Regions from separate parts of the Mus musculus genome. Here regions 1, 2, 3, 4, 5 and 7 are each linked to region 6. The links are chromatin contacts, called in public ChIA-PET, Hi-C, HiChIP or PLAC-seq and promoter capture Hi-C maps. All regions are on one chromosome and are shown on one strand. The core of a region is the stretch at or near the end of the contact, and the rest is flanking DNA. Distances in the headings are between cores, read along the strand shown.

Region 1 (3,465 bases), core at 252-2,751, 450 kb before region 6:
ATTCTTTGAGAATTTCATATAAAACATTTTTTACCATATGCAGCCCCATCTTCCAACTTGTCCAGATTCATTTCTGCCTCCTACTCAACTTCATGTTCCACCCCCACACACACATACACAGACCCCTACCCCCTCGCCCCCCCCCCCCAGGCCCCTTTCTCGGCTCCTTGCCTCTCCTTTCTCCCTGTGCTGGAACTGCAAGTGGCCGTTACCACGCTGGGCTGAGCATTCTTTGTCAAGCTTCGCTTTGAACAGACTTAACAAACTCAACTATATGCTATTGGAATTAGAGTTTACTCGTTTTAGTGCCAGGAATCGAACCCAGGGCCTCGCACATGCTAGGTAAGCACTCTGCCACTAAGCCACATCCACAACCGTGTTCCTCTTTCAAAAGAGGAGCTCAGTGATGTGCCCAGGTGGCCTTAGCCTCCCATCAGACCGTAACCTCAAGGTCCTCCTGCCTCAGCCTCCTGAGTACAGGCCTGTGCTGCTGGCCTGGTGGTAATAATTAGCAATAATAAATGGCTTTCCAAGAAAACTACTAAACACCTGATCGAAGGTCTTTCATCATAGGCTCAGCAGAATTAGACTTGGAAGAAGTCTTCGGTAAATCCCTTTTTCAGAACCCAAGAACTAGGACAGGAAAGGTGGGGATACACGCCTCGCTGAATCTTCAGAAAGCCCCTCGAGGCGGGTTCAGCATCCCAGGCTGGGTAGGTCACCCTGATGTGTTAGATAGAATGTAGCTGCAGATACACAGGGTAAAGTAGTGGCTAGTGGGATGCCAGCCCGATCCTCATGGCTCAAGACTTGCAACTGAGTATCAGGAGTGTAGCCCTGTGTTCACACCTACCAGGAGCTAGCTCAGTCACAAATCTGTCCATGAGGAATCAGCCGAATACACAGGCATGACCAGGCCCTCCTAGCTGCTGAGGCCTGGCTAACAGCTGGGACAGATGAGCATCCGTGAGGAAAGGGTCACCAAGAGGAACAGAACTCCTCAGGGCTGCGGTACCCTCAGCAGGAGGATACCCTTGGGGCTGACTTCAGATGTGTCAGCCGAGTGAGAGTCCTGCCTCCCTACATGGGCTGCGTGAGTCTTCCAAGAGAGGAGAATGCTTTTCTAAATAGTCTGCCTTGAGTCCAGCCTAGGTAGACACAGGGGCTCTGGCCACTCTATTCCCTGGAAGAGACTGAGCGGCCTTAGTAAGGGGCGTTTCCTATGGCCTCTGCAGCAGTCCTACCAGATGTTGTGTTTGGAGAAGGATGTCAGTAAATTAAAAATGGGGGTCGCTGCAGTTACAAATTTAAGTCTAAATGGTTAGGGACTATTCCAGCCATCCTGGCTTATTTTTCTTTAAGTAAAACAATGTAGCGAGCGATAGTGTGTTCAACCACTAGAGGGCAGCATCAAATAAGCTATTGGTCTTTAGGGTTGGGTCTGCCTTATAGAAAAGTAGGTTCGCTTGTGTTTTAAGAAGTCGACAAACTGCCCTTGTTTGCCTGTCATGGAGGAGTTTCCACAGGCAAGCTTTTCCATGCTAACATCTGAGAAAGCCTAAGGCAAAGTAAAACAAGCCAGTGACTCAGGAGTTACACATGAAAACAAATGTATTATATCGTTCACATTTTATAGAAAAGTTTGACTGGGTGATTCACAGAGCTAGCTGGTGTGAAGCAGAATTGGATTAAAGGAACATGTTCTCTTTGTTTGTTTTGTTTGTTTTGTTTTGTTTTTCAAGACAAGGTTTCTCTGTATAGCCCTTGCTATCCTGCAACTCACTCTGTAGACCAAGCTGGCTTCAAACTCAGAGAGCCACCTGCCTCTGCTGGGATTAAAAGCGTGCACCACCGCCTGGCTAGGACCATGTTCTTTTTTTTTTTTTTTTTTTTTTTTTTTAAAATTTTTACTACTTTTATTTTTTTATTTTTTTTTTCCATTTTTTATTAGGTATTTAGCTCATTTACATTTCCAATGCTATACCAAAAGTCCCCCTTACCCACCCACCCCCACTCCCCTACCCACCCACTTCCCCCCTTTGGCCCTGGCGTTCCCCTGTACCGGGGCACACAAAGTCTGCGTGTCCAATGGGCCTCTCTTTCCAGTGATGGCCGACTAGGCCATCTTTTGATACATATGCAGCTAGAGTCAAGAGCTCAGGGGTACTGGTTAGTTCATAATGTTGTTCCACCTATAGGGTTGAAGATCCCTTTAGCTCCTTGGGTACTTTCTCTAGCTCCTCCATTGGGAGCCCTGTGATCCATCCATTAGCTGACTGTGAGCATCCACTTCTGTGTTTGCTAGGCCCCGGCATAGTCTCACAAGAGACAGCTACATCTGGGTCACAAGAGACAGCTACATCTGGGTCACAAGAGACAGCTACATCTGGGTCACAAGAGACAGCTACATCTGGGTCACAAGAGACAGCTAGGACCATGTTCTTAAGCAGGACACCGCATAATAGTCCCCTGAACAATCTGGGTCACTGTTAGGTTTCATGCTACCCAAACCTGATCACCATGGCTTAAGCAATAAAGTCATGTGTCAATCCTTTCAAATGGGTCCAGCATGCTCTCAGGATCTCAGATGCCTGCGGACGTCACACGGGCAGAACAGGGGCTCCTTGATTCCAAGGAAGCAGTGAGTTTATTAGGCACATTGCTGTTCCTGTCAAAGCTGCTTCAATTTAAGTGCATTAATTACTTTTCTATTGCTGAGATCAAGGTAATTTACACAAGGAAGAGTTTATTTGGGGTTTGTCTTAGTCAGGCTTTCTATTCCTGCACAAACATCATGACCAAGAAGCAAGGTGGGGAGGAAAGGGTTTATTCGGCTTACATTTTCCACATTGCTCTTCATCACCAAAGGAAGCCAGGACTGGAACTCAAGCAGGACAGAAAGCAGGAGCTGATGCAGAGGCAATGGACAGATGTTACTTACTGGCTTGCTCCCCCTGCCTTGCTCAACCTGCTCTCTTACAGGACCCAGGACAACCAGCCCAGGAATAGCACCACCCACAAGGGGACCTCCCACCCTTGATCACTAATTGAGAAAATACCTTAATTGAAAATACCTAGATCTCATGGAGGCATTTCCTCAAGGGAGGCTCCTTTCTCTGCGATAACTGCAGCTTGTGTCAAGTTGACACACAGAACCAGCCAGCACAGGTTCCAGGATGTTGGAGCAGAGGTCGCAGGCAGCAGGTGGCCATAACAACAGCCGAGGACTCATATCTTGAACTACAAACAGAAGGCAGACCGGGCAATCAGTAAGCTCACCACTGGCTTTTCAAATCTCAAAGCTTGCCCCTAGACACAACTCCTCCAACAAGACCACATCGCTTAATCCTTCCCAAACAGGTCCATCAACTGGGGACTGCATATTTAAACATACTAGCCTATGGGAGACAATCTAATTCAAGCCAGCACACTGAGGAAGAGTGGGTGCTAACAGAGCTAACAGTG
Region 2 (3,318 bases), core at 238-2,737, 430 kb before region 6:
ACACAAGTCTCCCTTCAAAGGGACCAAGAAAGAGCTTATCCTGGAGCCAAAGATGAGTGACCATGGCCAGTATAGAGACGCTCCTAACTCCAGTTCCAGATGTCTGGCGCCCTATACTTGCTCTCTGGTGTACCTACACATAGTGCACATAAACTCATGCAGACACATACATATACACATAATGAATATAGATAGGAAATCATATAAACATTAAAGCTATAGCTAATTCAATATTTTAGTATAACTATTAATCTTATAATATTTTCTTTTAAAGCCCCTGTACCTATATAAAATTTTCATAGCTCACCTAGATTTTTAAAAGAAATAATCCATAGATTGCTATAAAATATTATGTCCAAAGTAAACAACTCCATATGCCTTTAAGTTATCCAATTGTCCTTTTTAAAAACTTGGCCTAGGATAAGGAAAGATCATAAAATTAGATGTTTTGAGTTTCTGAATACTGACATTATGCTTTAATAATGACAATCATAGATTTCTTTAGAATATTAGTTTATATGTAACCTTAGTGTATAGCCTCATTTGTACGTTTATTTATACAAATATATATCTACAATACAGTACAAACTATAGATGTCACTAATAAGCATAAACATTGCATAATCTTTAAAAATCATCAGCCTGTAAGAATTCCTAATTTTTCTCCAAATCTCTTTTATTTAAAAGGATTTGACAACACAAAGACTTTTGTCATACAAAAAAAAAATTACAAGTGTTTGCATTAAAACAAAATCTAACTGAAAAAGTTTCTGAAATTTCCCCATCATGTTGCATATCAGACTTCTTGAAAGTCATATATAAGGACATTTTAAAATATGTAAGTGAGAGCGTGAGTCAGGCCTGATACAGCAAAGCAATGCACAGTAATCCGTTAAAAGACAAGTGTAGAATTATATTACATATATCAAAAGTTCATTTTCTGCTATGATTCCATCAGGTCGGATGCCTCCAGGAACTAGAAACTATGACCTTTCCCAGGGTTCTGGAGCAATAGAAGCCTCAACGGGGGGGGGGGGGGGGGGGGCGGCGCAGGGACACACACAGAAACGTGCTTGCATGCAAAGACCTATATGAACTACAACTCCCAGAAGCCTCTTGAAAAGGGCTGAATTTCCCAGAAAGCTTCGCCCCCTACCCCACAACTCCTCTTCCCCTAGGGCAGCCTTAAGTTGAAAGTGGAGTGAGAAGCCCTGCAGTAGGGAGGGTCCTCTGGGGCCCTTGTGGGGTGTCAGCCTCCAGGGCTCGGTTGTGAGTTACAGAAAGCCAGGCTTTGTTAGGATGGCTCTGAGGCTGCTTGGGCCGGTGCCATTTTTCCCTACTGGTCCCCTGGGAAACAGATCATGGTTTCAGCTCCTCCTTATCCGCAGTCAGGCTCCCTCTTGAAAGAAGAGACAGTCTTGAACCTCCAGGCGTGATCTGTAGAGTGTCACGTGTCACAGTTCTCTTGCAGCTTCTGCTGTGCCTGCAGGCTGTGGGAACAAGTGTGAACAGTACTGTGGCTCCCGACCACGTTTTCCTGTGACCCTGCCCATCCAGCTCATACTAGCGAATACCTGGGGTTCTGGAGGTTGTTAGTCTCCTTGCTAAGACTCTCCACTCAGTGTCATTCCTCAGACTCCAACTTATTTGGGACCCCAGCCTTTTTATTTTTGTTTTTTAAATCTGTCTCCTTCAAAGCTTGTCAGCCCTTAAAGATCACACCCCATCCTACCCCACTCCCCACTGCTCCCCCCCAGCCCCTGCTCCCCTTAAAACAAAACAAAAATCTGAGGATTGTGATGGGAGCATTCAGAAATGGGAATGGAGTGGACTAAGAGGAAGCTACAGGACATGAGAGGGCCTGAAAGATAACGGGGGGGGGGGGGGGGGAATGGGAAGGTTAAATGATGGTGAAGAGAGAGAATGAGGCCAAAAGTACACCACTGAAAAAGCTAACACTGAGTTTCCCTCATTAGAATTCTCCCTCCCTCCCTCCCTCTTTTTCTCCCTCTCTCCCTCCCTCCCTCCCTCCCTCCCTCCCTCCCTCCCTCCCTCCCTCCCTCCCTCCCTCCCTTCTTTTCCTTTTTTTCTGTTTCACTGTGTCATCCTGAGCTGGCCATAGCTGACCAGGCTAGCCTTGAACTTGTAATGATTCACCTGCCTTGGTCTCCCAAGCACTTGGATTAAAAGCATGCACCACCCTGCCCCTCGCTTATGATTTATATATGACTGAGTAGATAAGGCTGGCCTCCTGAATACTGGGATTATAGGCCTGGCCCACCACACATTATCACTAATGTTTTTGGATTTTACCTCTGCGTCCTGGGATCCTGAACCCAGTTCCTTGCACATGCTGGATAATTGCTGTATACCAATAAGTGATAAACCCTGTCCAGAATTGTGGATGGTTATACAACCCATAGTAATTTCCCCCCTAAACTCCTAAGTCAAGTACACAGGTCCCTAACTCTTAGGGAGCTACAATGACTGGTATTAGTGTGTTCTATGAGATAGTGTATCGTAGGACACAATCCTGCAGTCAGTCATGAAGAATAGACTACTCAGAGGTACTGACATGTTGCTCTATTTCTTGAACCTTGTGGAGGTCTCTCAGACCCTTTTAGGATCTACACAGTTTAAGCTATTTATAGGAACTGGATGTATCCCAGCATGTGGGCTCCGGAGGTCAGGAAGAAAACGCCTTTCAAGGTGTCCCTATCTGCTTGTTAGTTTTAACATCAGTCCAGGGTACATAAAACCCTGTCTAAAATCCCGGGTTGCAAAAAGGAGGAGGAAAAAAAAAATCCCTGTTTTCACAGTAATAATGTTATTTGAATTTTTAAAATAAGACTATTTTGTTGTTGTTGTTGTTGTTGTTGTTGTTGTTATATGTTTTCTGTCTTGTAAAGTATAGTTGGGCCCCCATACAAAAGAATTATCACAGTTGGGCTTGTTGACCACTTACATCCTTTCATGGAAGGCTAGGGAGGGTCACAAGACCCAACTTGCTATATGTACTTCTGCCTTAATTGCATGTGGCCTCTGGGAGTGGCTAGAGTCTTTAAGCCTGGCAAGACCAGGGAAGAGGACTCCATCTATGCAAGTTCACGGAAGCCCTCGTCCCTGAGGGGTAAAATCCGTCCAGCTGTGGCCTTTGGAGAGGAAAAGCTTCATCCCGGCACCCCTCGCCCAGGCTCTCTGTAAGCAACCCCTCGCCCAGGCTCTCTGTAAGCAACCCCTCGCCCAGGCTCTCTGTAAGTAAGTATGCCTGTGAACTCACTGGTTCCCCAGGGAGAACTTTGGCAGCATCTCAGTTTG
Region 3 (3,505 bases), core at 120-2,619, 290 kb before region 6:
TGTCTGTGTGAGGATTGTTGGATCTCCTGGAACTAGAGTTACAGACAGTTGTGAACTGCCCTGTGGGTGCTAGGAATTGAGCCTGGGTCCTCCAAAGAGCAACCAGTGCTCTTAACCCCTAAGCCATCTCTCCAGCCCCCAAGTTCTTTTTTAAAACAGCAGAAGTACTGATGATATAAAACCACAAACAGTGATTCTTCTTAAATAAACTTACCTGCAAAATAAAAGATTGTTATCCCTGTTTTATTCCTTCCATATAAAGATTTTGTTTTGCTAATCTTCTGAACCTGGACCTAAAGAAGTCTCTCTTCAAAGAACCTGGCCTAACTGGGGTTGTGACGAAATTTGCCCACAGTAGAGAAACTCCTCATCTTTGCAGTCCAGACCTGAGGACAGCAAAGCACCCCTTCTCCTGTTCGTCAGCAGTTGCTCTGCGTGGTCTAGTTTCCTGTCTGGAGATCTGTACTTCTTCCGGCCATTGCCTGGACAGATGTGGTCTACCCACAGGGCTGCGGTCTCAGCCTGCAGGCAGGCCTCAGTGGAACAACCACATTAGAGATGATGTGTGGACAGTAAACTATAAACACATCCAGGCTGGCAACCACCTTTTAAAATATCAGATACGTGGCCTCCTTTCTCGTGTATCACATGCTGACCCTCTCTTACCCTTCCAGAGGTTTCCAGTTGCCTAGACTATGCTTAGAATTTTACAGAAGAAATGAAAAGAAAGAGTAAACAGGAGAAGGTAATGTTTAAATCCTCTACTAAATAGACTTTTCAGACTTTTTTTTTTTTTTTTTTTTTTTTTTGCCAAATAGTAACTTAAAGAGCTGTGTAGGAGAGACCGTCCGTACAGAGTCACATATTGCTCTGCCTTGCTTGTTGGCACCTGAGCCAGTTAATCATGGAGTTTTATGTCAGAAGTGCTGGAGACAGGGTGAGAAAAAAGCCCATCCTGCTGGACCCCATAAACTCCTTAGGAAGGGACAGAAAGAAGAGGGAGGTCGCCATCTGATTCAAGTATTGTCTCTCCTCTCCTGGCCCTGCTTATATCGGGTTGGTGGGGGAAGGTGGAGGGTACCTGAAGATCCTGTCTTTGGGACCCATGGGAGGGAGGGGTTCACCTATCATGTTGCCTAGCCCCCTAGGAGTGGGTGCAAGGTTATTTAGGGAGAAGGGTTGAATACAATGTCCTGGGCTACCCCTAGGACCACAGTAGAAAAGTAGCTAAGCTGACTGAGCTGAGAGCCAACAGGCCTCCATGTGCCAAGCATCACGAGAGAAAGGTGAGTCACTAGTAAGGTGGGGGCGGACACTCTGGGGACGAGCCAGATGGAGGATGTGGGGTCAGAGTCCTCGCCAGAGCAGCACTGAGTCATCAGGGAACACACGCAGGTCCTTCCAAGCCAGGAAGGACCAGACCGCAGGCACTAGAATCACTGCACAACAGCAGGTGCACACAAACAGACTAGGAGCAGACTCAGTCTCATCCTCACAGGTGAAACACAGGCAGTGTGCCGACCACCCACCTAGCGAAACTCAGCAGGAGTGGACCGCAGGAGCCCAGCTTCTCTCTGTCTCGGAAGAATCCGATAGCCGTGATTCTATCCCAGACCCAAACACCATCTCTAGAAGATTTTTTAAAAAGAGGAAGCAGATAACCAAAAACTAAGAGTGTTTTTATGTTTTTGACCAGACGAGATGGACTACTTATTTGTTGTGCTTATTTCAATAATTTCATTTGAATACTCCCCTTCTATTATGCGGAGAGGAGAGCGCAGTTTTAGAGAAACAAAGATAGTATGCTGTCTCTGCACATCTGTGAGTGGGGTGACAAGAATCTGCAGCCCTCCTCACAGAGAATTGTTGCCAGCCCTTTCCAGCCTCCTCCCCACTGCTAAATTGGGTGCCACTTGGGCTGCTCAGTTCCTCCCATCCACCCACATGCAACTGTGCAGAAGAGCTTAGAGGGTCCAGACCAGATCTTTGGGCTTTGGGGTGCCAAATTAAGGGACTGAGAAGGAGGCAAGAAATGGATACGCCGATGGGTGGATTCTGAAGAGAAACCAATAACCAGTTTGTCTTGAAAGATCCTCTAAAGAGCACAGGACATGGAGTGTGCCCAAAGGTATCAGAGGGGAAAAGGAAGGCAGACACATAGAAATGACAGAGAATGGCGTCCCAGGAAGAGACAGCGAGGAGCCCAGCTACTGTTGTACATTAGAGGAAATACAAGACGGATTTGAATAGGAGTTGCTGTGGATTCCGTTCTTGTATCTTTGCTATTCCTTAAGATCTAGGGGAGTTCTTGTCAAGACTATTTCTTTGAACCTCACCCAGTCACTGGTGAACAGAGCTCTCAGTCTTGACAGGTTGATGACCACAGTGACCCTGATGCTGTATAAGAAATGGGTATATAGAGCAAAGATTCTCAACTGGGGGTAATTTTTTTTTTCTCCCAGAGGACACTGAGACAGGGTCTGATGCATCCCAGGCTGGCTTCAAACTCATGATTTAGCCTATAAGGACTTTGAACTTCTGTTCCTCCTATGGGTGCTTTTGGAGTGCTGAGATTACAGTATGTGCCACTCTTCCTGGATGGATGCAGCTCTGGGGATTGAACCGCAATCCCAGTGGTACCCAAGTTAGCAGTGGGAAGAAGGCTGGAAAGGGCTGCGCATCTAAGGCAAGCACTGTGACAACTGGACCACCTCTCCAGCCCCTGCAGACATTTTTAGTTGTCACAACTGAGAGATATGTGAGTGGCCAATGGACAGAGACCAAGGACACCACTAAGCGCTTTTCAGTATACAGAACAACCCTTCATAGCAAGGTGTCCCAGGTAGAAACTTGACCAGGAAATACGTCATCCCATTCTAGTGACAAAAAGTAAAAGATGGCTTCTCTCCTTTTAAACATTCCTTCACATTTATGATATTCTTTTAAAAAATGTTTATTATATTTTATTATTTGGGGTATGTATGCATGAAAGAACGCATGGGAGGCAGGGGCAAGCACACAGTCCCAGGAACATGGTACTTGTGGAGGTCAAGTCCTTTGGGGAGTGGTTTCTCGCCTTTTACTCAGGTGGGTCCTGGAGCTCAAACTCCTGTCAATCTTGGTGGCATGTGCCTTCACCTTCTGGGCCACCTCTCTAGGCCTTCATATCACCTCTTATCTGGTAATCTGAATAGAAACTAGTTTTGCAAAAACCATTAAACTGGAAGAATTCCTGTTTAAGAATTCCAAGACCTAGCTGGGCATGGTGGCAAACGCCTTTAATCCCAACGCTCAGGAGGTAGAGGCAGGAGGACCTCTGAGTTTGACGCTAGCCTGATCTACAAAGCAAGTTCCAGGACAGCCAGGACTACACAGAGAAACCCTATTTTGAAAAACAAACAAAGAAAGAAAAGAAAAATCTAAGACCCTGTAGGGAGAAAAGAGATTTGAATAAAGAAAGTTATAGAATATCTATTGACCGTCTATACATGTGTGTGTCTGTGGG
Region 4 (3,480 bases), core at 795-3,294, 390 kb before region 6:
CCTCCTCCTCTTCCCTCCCCTCTCCCCCTGTTAGCATCAACCTCAGCATCTGCAAAGCAAGGTTCTGCAGCTTGCTTTAGTTTACTTTTGCTTTTCTTTTCCTTCTCTGTTTGCCCTGTCACTAGGTACAGTGGAAAACAGTGAACCACTAGTCTTCTTATTAAAGAAATAAAGACTGGTGTCTGTGGAGTGGGCTAGACCACCCCCCCTCCCCGCCCCCTGCCCCACCCTGTCCCCAGGGAAGCAGAGCAGAGAGGCACCGGTGGCACTTCTGTAGACACTGGCTGTTATCACTTCTCCTTTGATGAAGAGCATGCGGGGTTCTCCTCTGAGATTATCTGCTAATTCCACGGATCCCAACTCCACTAAACAAGCGTGATTCCCGAGAATCACGGAACGGAACCAGAACCGCAGAGCTCTCAGGAAAAGGTGCTCACCAGAGGCAGGCTCTATGAGCCATGGTGAGAGGTCCCATGACCTGAACCTGCCCCGCCTCCAGAGAGAGGAAACACTATGAAACCACAGTCACTGATACCTAAGTCTCCAGTGCCTTTCCTACAGGGCTGGAAATTCCTGACTTTTGTCTTCCTCTTGAAATGAGGCATTGGAGAGTCATGGAAAAGTACAAGACAGAATCACAAGCCACCACCGTGGAGAAGGTGCCAAGGAGCCCATCCTGATGGGGACCCAAGTCTTGAGCAGACTTTCTTCCTGACACCCCTGCCTTGGCACTTAGAGCACAGCAGGGGCTCTCAATGTGATCTAGCCTCATCACTATTCCCAGTGGGACAGAGATAGCCTAAGAACGGTGCTGCTTCTGTTAGGCTGAGGCCCCTTCTTGTCCTCAGAAAACACATTTGCTTCACCTCCTCATGTGGGCCTTCCAGTTCTCCAGAACATTCCTGTGTCCTTTCCCCCTTAGCTTTCCAACCTGCCCAGGCCCAGCCCTTTAATCTCACTGCTGCACGTGGAGTTCAGGAAGACAACGGCGAGGTGGCCATGGCTTCCTCTGAGGTGCTCTGCCTGCCGTAGCTCTCCCACCACACTCCAGAGCTTCGGCCACTGGGCTTCCCTTGCTTTGTCTGGCTCCAGTTTCTCAGGACAGACCGGTCGCTTGTCAAGCCTGTGGTATTGGCCCATCAAGAGCACAGGAGGCCTACCTCACCTAGATAGAACATACCTGATGGGTCTGCAGTGTTCCTGTAGGGTTGGCCAGGTTTCAAGACCTTTATTCTTGTCTTTCCTCCCCTGGGAGGCGCATCAGTCGGCAGCCCTTCATTCACGCCAGCCTCTCAACTTGGAAGCTAAAAGAGGATTTGAGGTCTGACAACCCAGGCTCTGCCACTGATTAGCTGTGAGACTTAAGAGACGAATCTGAGAACCCGTTTCCTCATCTATAGATGTAGGAAGCACAGCTTTGTCACAAAAAGTGAAATACTGACATAAAGTATTTACCGTGGAGACTTAAACATTCACAGTAAGTTTTCAGTATATGCCCTCCACATTTATTTTAAAGTTTTCATTCAACCACTCACTCACTCACTCACTCACTCACTCACTCACTCACTCATTCATTCATTCATTCATTCATAGTGTACTTAGTAAGCTTCATGCCAGGTACTGGGGTATGACTAGGTCTTCCAAGACAAAAGCCACTGAGACCCAGGCTGAAGAGAGCAGAGAGCTGAGGCCTGCTTCCACAGCACATGGAGAAGCAAACACGCCCCAAGCACTGGGGGCTGCCCAGGGACAGTGACAGTGAGTCCATCTTTCCTCGTCTTTAAATACCATTAAGACTCTGCTAAGGTGAGAGCTACAAGAAGGAAGATACGTGATAGGGGAAGTGAGAGGGTCCTGGGGGAACCCCTGTTCTTCCAGGCTTCTCGGTTACAGAGAGTGGTCTCACCCTGGCTGTACAGGAGGGCGATGCCCTTCAGGGAGGCCTTGTTGAATCTGTCTGGGACTGTTCCGGAAGGAGGAAGGGAGGCGGGTGGGGCGGGGAGACAGCTGGAATGTTCTGGCCTGCTGTTCAGCGCAGCCAGCCTGCAAGAGAGGAGGGCCTCTGGACATCAAAGGTTCCTTTTGTCCCTTTCCGAGTGGCAGGGCAGCCGGGCCACTGGCTATGACTCAGGCCTGGCCCTGACGTCACCCACGGCTTGCCACTGGCCTCGGTTTGCAGCCAGGAACCTGGCCAGGGAGTGGTTCTCATAGCGGCAGCAAATCTCAAAACCGGGAGCTCACTGCTGTGCTCTCCCCATCTCCCCACAACCCATCTTAACCTTTTTTCTTCTTCTTTTTAAGCCGTAAGGCGGCCTTTTCTTATAGATCAACTTTCCAAATCTAAGCAGTCAGAATGAGTGACGTCATGAGAAAATTATGTGGAGCACATCTCAACCAGGAGTTGAGGAATCCAGAGGACGAATGCGGTTGGTAACTCCTGAGCCCAGGGAGTTGGCAGAGTGTGGGCTTCCAAGGAGCCAGCACCTCCGAGTAAGTGAAGGCCCACCCTTAGCCCCTCAGTCATGGCCCAGCATTATGGGCGCCATCTTGCTCCTGAGAGCTGGGCCTGGCAGGCCGAGACCCAGAGAGGGTGTGGGGACAGCCTTTGGGACTCTTTCTAAATACAGCCTCAGAGGGGCCTGCTCTCTCTCTCTTCCCCACAGAGCCAAACAAGAGTGCAGAAGCAAAAGCTACTCAGGGGGAACACCAGGGACCAGGCTCCTCGTTTTCTCTCCCAACCTGAGCCCTGCTTCAAGAAGGCCAAAATGTTTGTTTGGGGGTCTGGACTGCTTGCTTCATGGATCTTCTATGGGGTGATGAGACTTAAAAGCAAGCCCCATTCTAGGCAAACATATGCTGCCAAATAGTACTTTCCCACTTTGGGGGCCTGGGGGAAGAATGGCAAGCCTGTTAGGAAGGGTCCTCAGTCTGCCATGGGAGCTTGTTCACCACTCAGGCTGATGCACCTTCATCGTCTCAGGGCTGTCCTGGTTAGGGTTCTTTGTTTCCTCTTAACGCTGCCGCGGGGAGGTTAAGCGCAAAGGTGAAACGTAGGTTGTCTGTTTTAGTTTTGTCTAAAACCTCCTAGGTCTAGGCAAAACCTGTCATTTATATGTTCTAGAAGTTTCTACTCAGGAAATTTCAGTTTCTGTGAAAAGCATTTTATGCACATGCATGAGAACTGCGGAGCAGACAGGCATAGATATAGATTTCCCTCTGTTCTTCTGGCTTCTCAAGTCACCTCCCGAGTGAGCGTCTATTTTCTGTGTGTTCTTCATTAATGTATGAAGAACAGCACACTGTCTGTTCTTCATACATTAATGTGGTTTCGGGCACTATAAAAAATGGACCTTACTTTAAGGCAATGCAGAAGTTTGTCATTTAATGGAAACACAAATTCATTGTGAACAAACTCCCTGTGTGATTAACTATCGCACTTTAATATATGGTTTGTAGGTCTTGTGTTTTACTTTTTAAATA
Region 5 (3,541 bases), core at 247-2,746, 310 kb before region 6:
TAAGTGGTACAACCTCCTTTTAGGACACATTGAAGAAAAAGCTGATTAAAACAGCACCAAACATTCAACATCAGCCAAGACCCGGCCAGGCGGTGCGCCAGATGCTTTCATCTTTATTTAAAAGAATCTGGGGGAAAAGGTATTACTTTCACTAATCACTAGATGCGGAGCCTGCGGGCCCAAGCCAATGACTCCACTCGTCTAGGTGTTGAAAATGTACTTAGAACAGAGATGAGACACCCTGTTTATTTACTGGGCAATTCCTCAACTTCAGATATCAATTTACCAATCCACAAACTACACCCTTCCACATGTCACTCTGTATACGGAACAAGCAACCGTGAACTTCCCATCCTGCCTCTCCCTGGTTGTCCAATCAGCTCGCAGAAGCACGGCAGGACAGACAGCTATGAAGATCGACCCAATTTCCAGGAGCTCTCAAGGTTAAGAGAAGTATCTCCTATAAAGTAGATTAAGTATAAACTCAATAAAGGTAAAAAGCAGCTTAGTATAGTTGTGTACACATATGTAGCCGCTGTGTATTGAAAGAGCTAATACATGTATGTGGGAACATTGTTTTCACACGATACAATCATTCTGTAGATGTCAGAGACCCCTCTGCCCACCCTGCACCCCCTTTGTGTGTGTGTGTGTGTGTGTGTGTGTGTGTGTACATGTACATTCTTGCCCTTTTTGGTTTTTCGAGACAAGGTTTCTCTGTGTAGCCCTGGCTGTCCTGGGACTCACTCTGTAGACCAGGCTGGCCTCAAACTCAGAAATCCACCTGCCTTTGCCTCCCGAGTGCTGGGATTAAAGGCGTGGACCACCACGACCAGCTATACTGTCTCTTTAAACTAGAATGCAGGAACAACCTACCCCTCTTGGTCTTTCAATGCCTGCCTAACGTGTAACTGTATGATGAACGTGTAACGAGTTTGCTAATGGTGACCATTTGTTTTCAATCTTTTGCTTTTGCTTACACATTTTTGATAGATTTTTATAGCAAATGTAAAAATAAATTGGGGAAAAGGCTTTCTGTGTGTCTCTCTCTCTTTTAAACACAAAGTCCTGACAGACAAAACCCCATCCCATTATGAGGTTTCTTGGAAGTTTGCATGAGTTCAAATTCTGAGTTTCTCCAAGCTATTCAGAATTCTGCTCTTTGTTTTGAATGTCATATAAACAAAAGCTCGTGTCTTCGAGAATTCTCCTTGCCTGAACAAATGCCATGATGGAAGGGGAAAACCCTACAAAGGAGGCTGGGCCAAAGTTGAACTAGAAGTAGAAATCTCTCTCTGCGACATCTCATCTCGGCTGCGTCCCACTCTCCAGTCATCTCTGTGCATCTCTGTGGGCTGAGGAACCGCCTCTGCTCTTCCAGGCTGTGGGTGGAAGATGCGGTCTCCCCACTTCCCAGGCATTTTCCGACCTGCCATGCCCCGCGTGCGCGGATTGGTTCCTCCATGGTCAGGAGTTTGCCCCTGGTCCAATGAGCTCTCACTGTAGAGTCAGAACCCCGCAGCGGAAGACAGATGCACAGGCTCCACCCACAGGTGAACCTCACGCTGGAAAAGGCTCTCGAGTGCCACCCCGTGGTCCTACAAAGACAAGAGGTTTGGGGAAAAGCTGTTAAAAACAAAACCCTGCAGGATGCTGGAAGATCTGTCATCACGGCTTCAATTTGACTGCTTAGCTTCCTGGGCTGGAGTTCCCCAGGACAGCTGTGCCTGGACAGTCAATCAAAGATCCGCCTGACCTAGATGTGGGCTAATGAGTGAGCGGCAGCAGCGTTTTGCGTTGATTTGTGAGTTAGATGAACTGCAGCGATAGAAGATGTGAATTTGTGCATCTATAAAGGATGCCTCAGCAGCTGCCCACCATGGATCTGAAAAGTAACCTTACTCTGATAGTATCGATTTCACTTTGCTGGGCTGTTTTTTTTTTTTTTAGGGACGTTTGGGATGGCATGGTGCTCCATGCCTTTAATCTCAGCACAGGCAAGGTCGAGCCTGGCCTACATACCAAGCTCCAGGACAGCCAGGGCAACATATATTCAGACTCGTTTAGCTAGTAGCATTTGGTTTTAGACATGTTCTTTTTGAGACTTAAATTTTGTTTAATTTGTGTGTACCTGTGTGTTCACACATGCATGTGTGTGTATTCAGGAACACAGGCCATTTCACACACGTGAGGTCAGAGAACTTTCAGGAGTCGGTCCTCTCCTTCAAACCATTTGGATCTCAGAGAATAAATTCCCGTATTCAAGCTGAACCATCTAGCTGCCTCCCTTTTGGAGAATTTTGTTTTAATATTCATTTTTTTATTTTCAATTCTGCATGTCTGTGTGCAGACATGTGCGTTTGTGTGCAGATGCCTGCAGAAGTCAGAGGTGTTGGATCCCTCTGGAGCTGGAGTTAGAAGCCATTGTAAGTGGCTGATGTGACCCTGGGGACCAAAATCGGGCTCACTGCAAGAGCCACCTCTCCTGCAATCTCTTTGAGAATTTTTAAATAAATATAGTTGTATCTGAAAGTGAACATGCTTTGAGAATAAGCCGGTGGAGGCTTACTTAGACTTTCTGGCGGCTGCAGTCCTGTCCCCCAATGAAAGTATAAGCAGGGAAGCCCACCAGCTCTGCAGTGTGGTGGCATCTGAAGGCAGCAGAACCACTGTCATGGAGGGATGCTACTTCTGTGCACAGGGAGAGGGAAATCCCACCAGCAGAGGTCACTGATGTACCAGGAGGGAGTCCAACGCAGCTCTTCTCACACTTGTGCCTGCCTTGCTCCCTGCGCAGCAAGTTGAAGGGAATCAGTGCAGAACTGTGTGCACGCTGTTGACACATTTTCTTCATGAGGCCCACCTTTGGTACCTTCAACCTAAGGCTGTTTATTTTAACACTGATTTAACACTCAAACTAAAGCAGCCTTAGATTGTATATCACCAAGTTTAACCTGGCCCAGAAAGTAGTTGTATGTGCTTCTAATCTGGAACTTAAGAATGGCACCACCTTCCCCCAACACATGCATGCCTATGTATACACACCACGCAGGCACACTTGAACACATACACCCAAACGGCTTGAGTTTGCACACAGAGCCCCCTACTGAGTAGGAATGAATGCCATGTCGTGATGTAGAGTGGTACAGACACCAAGAAGAGGAGGTGCCTGTGGGCTATCTGCATCTGAGCCACTCAGGGTGTCAGAGCTAGCTATGGGCAGCAGCTGTGTATGATGGAAAGCTCTGCTGGCCTTGAGTGGTCATCATTAGACTTTCTATTAAAAGGGGAAGGGAAGGGGGCGGTGGAGCGCCTAGACACCACCACATTGTTACAGGACAGAACTCATCTCTTATATTGTCCCAGACTAAGATGCTGCCAGTAAGGAGCCAAAAGGACTATGACCTGTCTCCCATGCAACCATCTGGGTGATGGGGCAGCCAGGTACAACTCACAGGCACTGGGAAAAAAAAATGGTGATAACCCTGTAGTGCCAGAGGGATGGATGAGGGCAGGGTTGTGGGGAGCGGGTGTGGTGGCA
Region 6 (3,307 bases), core at 471-2,970:
CACAAAATAAGCAGATATATTTTTATATTTTATCCCAGATAGATGATGTATCTTTCATCGGTTTGCATATATAAAAAGCTCATAGTTAATCCTATCAGTATTCTAGCTACCCTAGTGTGCAGTTCAGGTTTTGAGGTAAAATTATTTCCATTCCTTAGCTTTTAGCCTTACCTATAATCTAGAGAAGCATTCTAGGCTTCTTGTGTAATATTTTGGTATTTCTAAAATCAGCTTCATGTCAAACTCTACAAATTGCTTCTGAAAATTTTTTTGGTGTTATTAGACCAAAAAAGTAACCGGAGGCAGAGAGAGGTGAGTGCAGGCCTTTAAGTCACAGCACTCCAGAGGCAGAGGCAGCACTCTGTGATCTGGAAACTAGCCTGGTCTGCAGAGTGAGTTCCAAGGCAGCCAGGGCAACACAGAGAAACCCTGTCTTGGAAAACAAACAAATAACTGGAGGGCGGAGGATGTAGTTCAGTTGGTGACATGCTTGTCATGTGCATGGTCCTTGGTTCCCTCCTCTCCCAATAACCCTAACCCCAGAAAAACAACAGTTGAAAACAAACAAAAATCCCCTGTAAATCAGGCATGGTAGCACATGCCTGTGATCTCAGTACCCAGGAAGTCGAGGCAGGAGGACAAGAGTGTGGGATACACAATGTCAAGTCAGCTGAAGCTACACAGCAAGATTCTGTCACAAACAAAACCAAACTGGATTTTGGATAGTCATAAACGTATGGGTGGGCGTGGTTAATGAAATTATTGCAAACAAAATGGGATTGCATTTATTCATTCATTATTGCTATTTAACAGAGGTTATTTAACATCTCTTTTCCGGAAACAAAAACAAAAAATCAAAATAACCTCACCTTCTGTTCAAACTTCCATTTTGAGTCTTTTAAAATCCCATTTATGGTGTTTCAGAATTTCAGAATGCAGCCTGAATTCCTGGCTCCGCCTAGGCGTAGCGGCCACCAGTGGCAAAGAAAACACCAGCCGAGTGGTTCAGGCATCTATCCCTAACTCTAACAACCTTAACCTTGTACTCCATCAAGTATTGTAGTTAACAATTGGAGTGACCGAGCCAGAAAAGAAAAAAAAAAAAAAAAGCAAGGCTTTAGTGAGCGGAAATCTTGGGAAAATATTTATATTGATTTCATTGATATGCTCGACTGAATCTGGAGAAAAAGTATACTGTACTCCATTTGGTTAACGATAGCATATTTAGAATAAAACTGCCATGACCCTCAGGCAACCCAAAAGCAGCTAGTCCACACTAGACGCTACAAACGCTGCCCGAGGCCCTGCAGCAGGTGCCGTTTAAAGACGTCACAGAGCCCCAAGGAGAACGCGCCACGGCGTATTGCAGAAGGCTCCGGGGCCAAGTATGTGCTCCAGGCTTTGACCACTAAGTCTCAGGCTGGGCTTCCACTAAGCCCAGCCACGGCCTGGGCTTCCAGTGGAGAGCGCTGTAGCCTCCTACGCCCACCTTCCTCGGGCCACCACCCTGCCGGTCAGTGTGCCCGGCAGACTTCCGCCCGCAGCCCCGCCGCGCTGGCTTCCTCGCACCTGGGCGGGGGCTACAGGGGCAAGTAGCCCGGCTGGGGCGTGGCTTGGCTGGGGGCGTGGCTCTGGCGTCAAGGGCGGACCTTGGAGATGTGGGCGTGGCGTGTTGTCGGGGGCGGGGTCATCCGGGCGGCTCTGGGCCTTTGGGCCGCGCCCAGCCGGGCGGGAGGCAGCGGCCGCGGTGCGCGCCAGCGGCGCGGGGATTGGCTGCGGCGGGCGGAGACGTCAGGCTCCCGGGGCCCCTGCGGCCGCCCGGCGCGGCGCGGCGCAGTCGGCTCTAGTGGTCTCGTAACGAAGAGTTGTTCCCGGCCGTGCCGTCCTCCGCTGTTGTCGCTGGGCTGCGCCGCCGCCGTCGCCAGGACGCGCCGCCGAGCCCCTCGTCGCCTCCAGCCCCGCGGCCTCCGTTCACCTCGACTTCCACACGCCCATCATGACGAAGACTGAGAAGAAATCCTTCCACCAGAGCCTGGCCGAGTGGAAGCTGTTCATCTACAACCCGAGCAGCGGAGAGTTTCTGGGGCGCACCTCCAAGAGCTGGGGTGAGCGCGCGGCGGGGCGGGCGGCGCGGCGGACGGCCCCATTCATTGCGGGCGGCCCGGCGGTCCGGCTCCGAGGCTGGGCGGCCGCTTGGCCAGCCCGAGCGGGGCACACGTGCTGCCGGTTCCCGCCGCGAGCGGCGCCGGAAGCGGGACCGGCCGGCCGGGCCGGGCCTCCTTTGTAGGGCGCGCGCCCTGGAGGCGCGGGCCGCGCGGACTGGGGAAGCCGGACCTGCCCCTCGCCTGCCTGGGGAGAGGAAATTTCCACTGCCCGCTATCTTGTGACTCGGCGGCGCTGCCACCCAGACGGCCGGGACAGTGCGGGCGAGCTCCGGGCGTGTGTGGGTTGCAGGGACGTGTGACGGGGAGTTAATCACTGGGGCACATTGTCCGCGAAAAAGCACTTGAATTCCGACTGAGAAAGGCCGGCTCCGAGAGGGCTTCTTCCTCCTCCTCCTTCTCCTCCTCCTCGGAGATCACAGCGCTTTTCTGCCTTGCAGATTTTGCTTTGGGGAAAGACGGTCCTATTAAACACCCCCTCCTCCCGTACCTTCAAAACATCCGAGTGGTGGTTGAATGTTAACAGATTTTCTCTGTGCGAACTCATTGTTTTAAAACGAAATAGTGAATCCGAGTTGATCGGTCTTCTGGGTTTTGTGCTGCTTTTAAGGTGAGGGGTCAAAAAAAATGTTAGTGAAGGTGGACAAGTGTATTCCATTTATTGCCTTTCTATTTAGACAATTTTACCTTTTTGAAATCCTTTTTTAAGAGTATTTTGTTAATGGGTAAGGACAGATTTTTTTTTTTCCATTCTGAGTAAGAATGGATTTTTAGAGCTGAGAGCCGTTGGGGCATGGCATTTTTAAGAGAAGCATTGAAGACCATAAGTGAGATATGGCTCACAAAATGACTTGTTCACTGAAGTGAGCTCCTCTAGGGTGCAAGGCTCTTTGACACTCTATCACAAGCTGAAAGGAGCCATGGAAGGTTTGGGGGGTTTTGTTTTGTTTTCTTAAATTCCAACCTCTAGTTCAGAAATGAAACCCAGAGGTTGTGATTCTTTGTAAAATTACATATTCCATGGGGCCAAGAAAAGAGCCCAGTCTCCTTTAATCCCAGTCCAGTGGTTGTATTATTTTACGTATGCCTTGCCTGACTGCCCAGTAATCATGCACAATTTTTATTTAAATTGCTGTCTTTTCTTG
Region 7 (3,471 bases), core at 622-3,121, 360 kb before region 6:
GAAAAGAGCGTACTTATGATAAGATGGGATGTTTCCGGAAATTTCCAAATAGTTCCCCCACACTCAGAAGGATGATTGAGAGTCTGGTTATGAGGAAGGATGGAAATTTTTGAACGACTGGCTTATTACATAAGCTTCAAGCCATTGCTGTGATAGTTCAGTTCTTAAAACAATGTGAGGAAATATGCTTGCTTCTGGAGAAATATTTGGCTCCCATGAGAAAAAATTGCAAGTGTTTGTGATGGCCCGCTAGAGGTAAGGAGCCATCCACACACTGACTCTTAAAGCCAGAGCCAAGTTTCACTACTCACACACCGTTGACAGGATCTGATCAAGACACTTCCCCGAACACCCTGGAGTCAGACTTAGGTCATAGGTCCCAAGTGACCCTAGCAGATCACCAATGTAAAACCACTATAAACAACAGAAGCCCTAACTCAGAATAGTTAACCTTCAATGCTCAGACGTGTCTGAAGTTAGAGAGCACTTACAATGCTAGGTGCTATTGTAAATGATCCACGTGTATTATTTAATTCAATTTAAAAAAATCACCTAGGAGGTAGACATTAATACTAAAACATATTGCATGTTAGGTACCAAAGCTGAAGGTCAGAGAAGTGGCCGTACATAGCAACAAACCTAGGCTGTCAACACAGGCCTGCTGAATCCAGAAGGCCAACCAACCTTGCCCGCTACCTCCCACCGGTCCCAGGGAATCAGCCACAGCCATACAGCTTACAGACTTCCCAGTCTTTGTGCACCAGTTTTCCCGAATTTTAAAATCATCTTCAGAGTTTCTAAAAGCCTCAATGGAAACACAAACAGGCAATTAGACCACGAGTTTCTTCAGTTTTGTTTTTTAAGGCTGGTATCTACCATTGCCAACAAGTTAGATCAGGTCTTGTGGAAGTTCTCATTGGCAGTTATGTAGACAAAAACATTCAAGCTCCCTTTTTTTTTAAGGGGAAGATGAATCATTACTTAATACATGCAGTTTAGTGGAGTTAATCTGTGAACACTGGCCTATGGAGCGAGAGAATAAAAGGGTGTTTGGCATCGAGAAGGTCGGGAACTGCTCGTTACATGTGTATGCACGTTGCCCAACCTGTCAGCCTTCACAACTCTGCATTTTTTTAAGTGACACCATTCTTCCTGCATCGTTTATGGGGCTTTACTTTGCATATAGTATTAAAAATCTACTCAGCTCACCAAAATGATCATATTCTTAATGTTTGGTCAAGGAACTGGGGTGCATAAATGGCAAGTACTGTATTCCAGGAAAATACCCTTTTTCAAAACCTTAAGGTTTTGCCAGGGAGCGAGTCGTTTTCCAAAGGACACACACACACACACACACACACACACACACACACAAAATCAAAAACTAAAAACAAACAAAAAATACTAAAGACTCAATGCTGGATGGTTCAAAACAAACACCTGCACTTAGGTGTGCGTGGGGCAGTAGGTGCCACACTGCGAATCTGTGTGGGAAGGATGTCAGCGGGCAGTCGGTGGCTTTTATTTTTTTCATTGCATGAAACAGTTCTTATACCATGGTGGGAAATAATCCAGGCGTCCCCTGACAGCCATGAGAAAGCACAGGTGACACCCTGTTCTCAGAATTTGGTGCGGGTTAAAACTGCATAGGGTGCCCGGGGCCTGCTCGGTGGCTGCGCAGCATCTGTGCGAGCCTGGCTCTGCCGCAGTGGCGCCGGGGGGTGCGGGAGCCTCGCGGCCTGCAGCGTCCCGGAAGCCCTGCGCGTCGGCGCCCGAGGTCGAGCGACCGTCCGGCCTGCACTGCACCAGGGGCAGACCGGGGCGTCCGGGCCCAGCCGCCGGCGTCCATTTTCTGGGCGGCGCTGCGGCCGGACTCGCAGGTCCGGAAGCGCCATGGACCCCGCGGGAAGCGCGCGGGCGGCGGAGCGGAGCCCCGTAAGTGCGCGGGGTCCGCGCGACTCCGGGGCGTGGAGGTGGGGAGGCGGGAGCCGGTGGGCAGCGCTCGCGCCGGGCTGCAGCGGACGCGGAGCGGAGCGGAGCCTACGGAGCAGCCAGCGTCCGCAGGTGCCCGCGTCCCGCCCCACCAGGCTCGGCTGCAGGGGGGCAGCGGGGAGTGACGCGCACCTGGGGCTCGGGACTGTCGCGCCTCCCCTCCGGTGAAGCGCAAACCCGGGCTGCTTCCTGACCCTACCCGTTCGCGATGAGATCCTAGTGCGACACCAAGCCCCTGGAATTGAACCGGATGTTCAAAGGCAGGGCCCTGCCTCCAGGGGTTGCAGCCTTGGCCTCCTGCTCCTGCTTGCTGCAGCCGTCTGTCCGTTGGGACAATTCAACAGTCAGCCTTTAGACACCTCTTTGCAGGTTAGCTGATAAATAACCTGAGATTTTAATCTGTCTGCGCTTCCACTTTATAACTCCTGCTTTGCGGTGGGTAAGTGCCTGGTTCCCATTCTGGATATTGGGCCTGATTGGAAAACCCTTGTAATGATCGGTTCTAAATGATAACCGTTTATGTTGCGTATGCATATTTGAAAGGTTAAAGGGCATTCACCTAATTGGGAAGCTCAAGTGCTTGCTCTGGTTCGCGTGGCTGGAAAGACTCGTTTTGTTGTGGTTTCAGAGAAACTTATAGCGTCTTACAGTAGCTAAGATCAAAGAGCAGAGTTTGTGTTTTGTGACAGGGTCTGGTTAAGGAGCCTAGAATGGTTAATAGGTTAGCCCAAGCTGGTTTCGAACTTGCCACTTGCAGCGGTTGACTGACTGCTAGGATGATAGGCCTTCTACCAGTGTTTTTCCAGGACCAAACACGCATTAGAATTCCTTTGATGGGTCATTGCTGAAAATTTTGAAAAGATTAGAATATATAGTGCGAAAAGACTAGAAAAAGTAACCGTTGCACACAGTACAGATAAGCATAGTTTAATGAAGCCTTTGGCTTATATAACATCATTTGTAATAAAATGGGTCACTGTCAAAAAAGCCTTTAAGACTCCAATTTAGCGTTCTGTGGTGGGGATTTTGCACCCAAATCAGACTGGGTTTGTGCTGATGTTAACCTGGGTTTGAATCCCGACACTCACCCAGGGTGACCTCCAGAAACAGGTTCACGGCACTGTTTGCAGCTGTAAAATGGGGAACTGTTCCCTACAGCTGAGGGGTGTTACGGAGATTTACCCATCCGCTGAGAGCACTTGGTGGAGTTCCCGATGTCCTAAAGGCACCTCACATATACTAACGGCAATGACTTTTGTGGCTGAAATCCTGAATCCTAGACACTCGTCCTGAATCCTAGACACTAGTCCTGAATCCTAGACACTAGTCCTGAATCCTAGACACTAGTCCTGAGTCCTAGACACTAGTCCTGAATCCTAGACACTAGTCCTGAATCCCTGCACTTTCATCTTCTCTTAGATCTTGATATGGAAGACATGGCGGGCTCAGAACCAAGGATTTCCGAGTGATTTCTGCCAA

What was found. A called contact is a pair of places that touch in the nucleus more often than the background predicts. ChIA-PET counts read pairs in DNA pulled down with a chosen protein or histone mark. HiChIP or PLAC-seq counts read pairs in DNA pulled down with a chosen protein or histone mark. Capture Hi-C pulls out chosen DNA fragments and counts their contacts.
Region 1: a Hi-C map of cerebellum shows a contact between it and region 6, with 2.1 times the contacts expected there. The contact joins the enhancer-like site here to the promoter of Atp1b3 in region 6. A contact is called at or near these places in 8 of 39 promoter capture datasets (the 3T3-L1 cell line, the C10 cell line, cranial neural crest and 3 more), 6 of 484 Hi-C or Micro-C datasets (the G1E-ER4 cell line, cardiomyocytes, cerebellum and 2 more), 6 of 115 datasets of contacts at active chromatin or transcription factors (T-cell acute lymphoblastic leukemia, astrocytes, bone marrow-derived dendritic cells and 3 more) and 1 of 9 other capture datasets (embryonic stem cells).
Region 2: an RNA polymerase II ChIA-PET map of memory CD8 T cells shows a contact between it and region 6, with 106 read pairs. The contact joins the enhancer-like site here to the promoter of Atp1b3 in region 6. A contact is called at or near these places in 8 of 39 promoter capture datasets (the 3T3-L1 cell line, 3T3-L1-derived adipocytes, the C10 cell line and 4 more), 7 of 484 Hi-C or Micro-C datasets (the G1E-ER4 cell line, the N1E-115 cell line, cerebral cortex and 3 more) and 7 of 115 datasets of contacts at active chromatin or transcription factors (the 230-238 cell line, effector CD8 T cells, embryonic stem cells and 3 more).
Region 3: an H3K4me3 HiChIP or PLAC-seq map of the 230-238 cell line shows a contact between it and region 6, with 15 read pairs. The contact joins the enhancer-like site here to the promoter of Atp1b3 in region 6. A contact is called at or near these places in 1 of 39 promoter capture datasets (the C10 cell line), 3 of 484 Hi-C or Micro-C datasets (the G1E-ER4 cell line and uterus) and 3 of 115 datasets of contacts at active chromatin or transcription factors (the 230-238 cell line, astrocytes and microglia).
Region 4: a promoter capture Hi-C map of adipose tissue shows a contact between it and region 6. The contact joins the promoter of E030011O05Rik here to the promoter of Atp1b3 in region 6. A contact is called at or near these places in 4 of 39 promoter capture datasets (the C10 cell line, hippocampal neurons and pre-B cells), 3 of 115 datasets of contacts at active chromatin or transcription factors (effector CD8 T cells, memory CD8 T cells and pro-B cells) and 1 of 9 other capture datasets (adipose tissue).
Region 5: a contact with region 6 is called in an RNA polymerase II ChIA-PET map of memory CD8 T cells, with 58 read pairs. The contact joins the enhancer-like site here to the promoter of Atp1b3 in region 6. A contact is called at or near these places in 2 of 39 promoter capture datasets (the C10 cell line and cranial neural crest), 2 of 484 Hi-C or Micro-C datasets (the G1E-ER4 cell line and cerebral cortex) and 6 of 115 datasets of contacts at active chromatin or transcription factors (the 230-238 cell line, astrocytes, effector CD8 T cells and 3 more).
Region 7: an RNA polymerase II ChIA-PET map of memory CD8 T cells shows a contact between it and region 6, with 115 read pairs. The contact joins the promoter of Zbtb38 here to the promoter of Atp1b3 in region 6. A contact is called at or near these places in 8 of 39 promoter capture datasets (the 3T3-L1 cell line, 3T3-L1-derived adipocytes, the C10 cell line and 4 more), 2 of 484 Hi-C or Micro-C datasets (CD4 T cells and embryonic stem cells), 5 of 115 datasets of contacts at active chromatin or transcription factors (the 230-238 cell line, acute myeloid leukemia, double positive thymocytes and 2 more) and 3 of 9 other capture datasets (adipose tissue, liver and macrophages).

The regions. Positions count from the first base shown.
Region 1 is chr9:96,816,682-96,820,146 of GRCm38.p6, reverse strand. No RefSeq gene overlaps it. Among named protein-coding and RNA genes, the nearest start is that of C430002N11Rik, 53 kb to the right of the region's middle. Within about 2 kb of position 1,501, at least 41 of the 459 cell types and tissues checked have an H3K27ac peak or open chromatin away from gene starts, as enhancers often do. A contact at or near this core is called in the G1E-ER4 cell line and cerebellum, where this site is marked.
Region 2 is chr9:96,793,665-96,796,982 of GRCm38.p6, reverse strand. No RefSeq gene overlaps it. Among named protein-coding and RNA genes, the nearest start is that of C430002N11Rik, 30 kb to the right of the region's middle. Within about 2 kb of position 1,487, at least 223 of the 459 cell types and tissues checked have an H3K27ac peak or open chromatin away from gene starts, as enhancers often do. A contact at or near this core is called in the 230-238 cell line, the G1E-ER4 cell line, the HPC-7 cell line and 9 more, where this site is marked.
Region 3 is chr9:96,647,980-96,651,484 of GRCm38.p6, reverse strand. No RefSeq gene overlaps it. Among named protein-coding and RNA genes, the nearest start is that of Rasa2, 18 kb to the right of the region's middle. Within about 2 kb of position 1,369, at least 121 of the 459 cell types and tissues checked have an H3K27ac peak or open chromatin away from gene starts, as enhancers often do. A contact at or near this core is called in the 230-238 cell line and the G1E-ER4 cell line, where this site is marked.
Region 4 is chr9:96,751,395-96,754,874 of GRCm38.p6, reverse strand. E030011O05Rik (RIKEN cDNA E030011O05 gene) reads left to right here and starts at 2,044. Exons shown (of 4, transcript NR_015511.2): 1 at 2,044-2,490.
Region 5 is chr9:96,668,001-96,671,541 of GRCm38.p6, reverse strand. No RefSeq gene overlaps it. Among named protein-coding and RNA genes, the nearest start is that of Rasa2, 38 kb to the right of the region's middle. Within about 2 kb of position 1,496, at least 263 of the 459 cell types and tissues checked have an H3K27ac peak or open chromatin away from gene starts, as enhancers often do. A contact at or near this core is called in the 230-238 cell line, the G1E-ER4 cell line, cerebral cortex and 2 more, where this site is marked.
Region 6 is chr9:96,362,844-96,366,150 of GRCm38.p6, reverse strand. Atp1b3 (ATPase, Na+/K+ transporting, beta 3 polypeptide) reads left to right here and starts at 1,720. Exons shown (of 7, transcript NM_007502.5): 1 at 1,720-2,105. The coding sequence starts at 1,997.
Region 7 is chr9:96,718,250-96,721,720 of GRCm38.p6, reverse strand. It overlaps Zbtb38 (zinc finger and BTB domain containing 38), which reads left to right and starts at 1,871. Exons shown (of 3, transcript NM_001359959.1): 1 at 1,871-1,935; 2 at 3,412-3,471.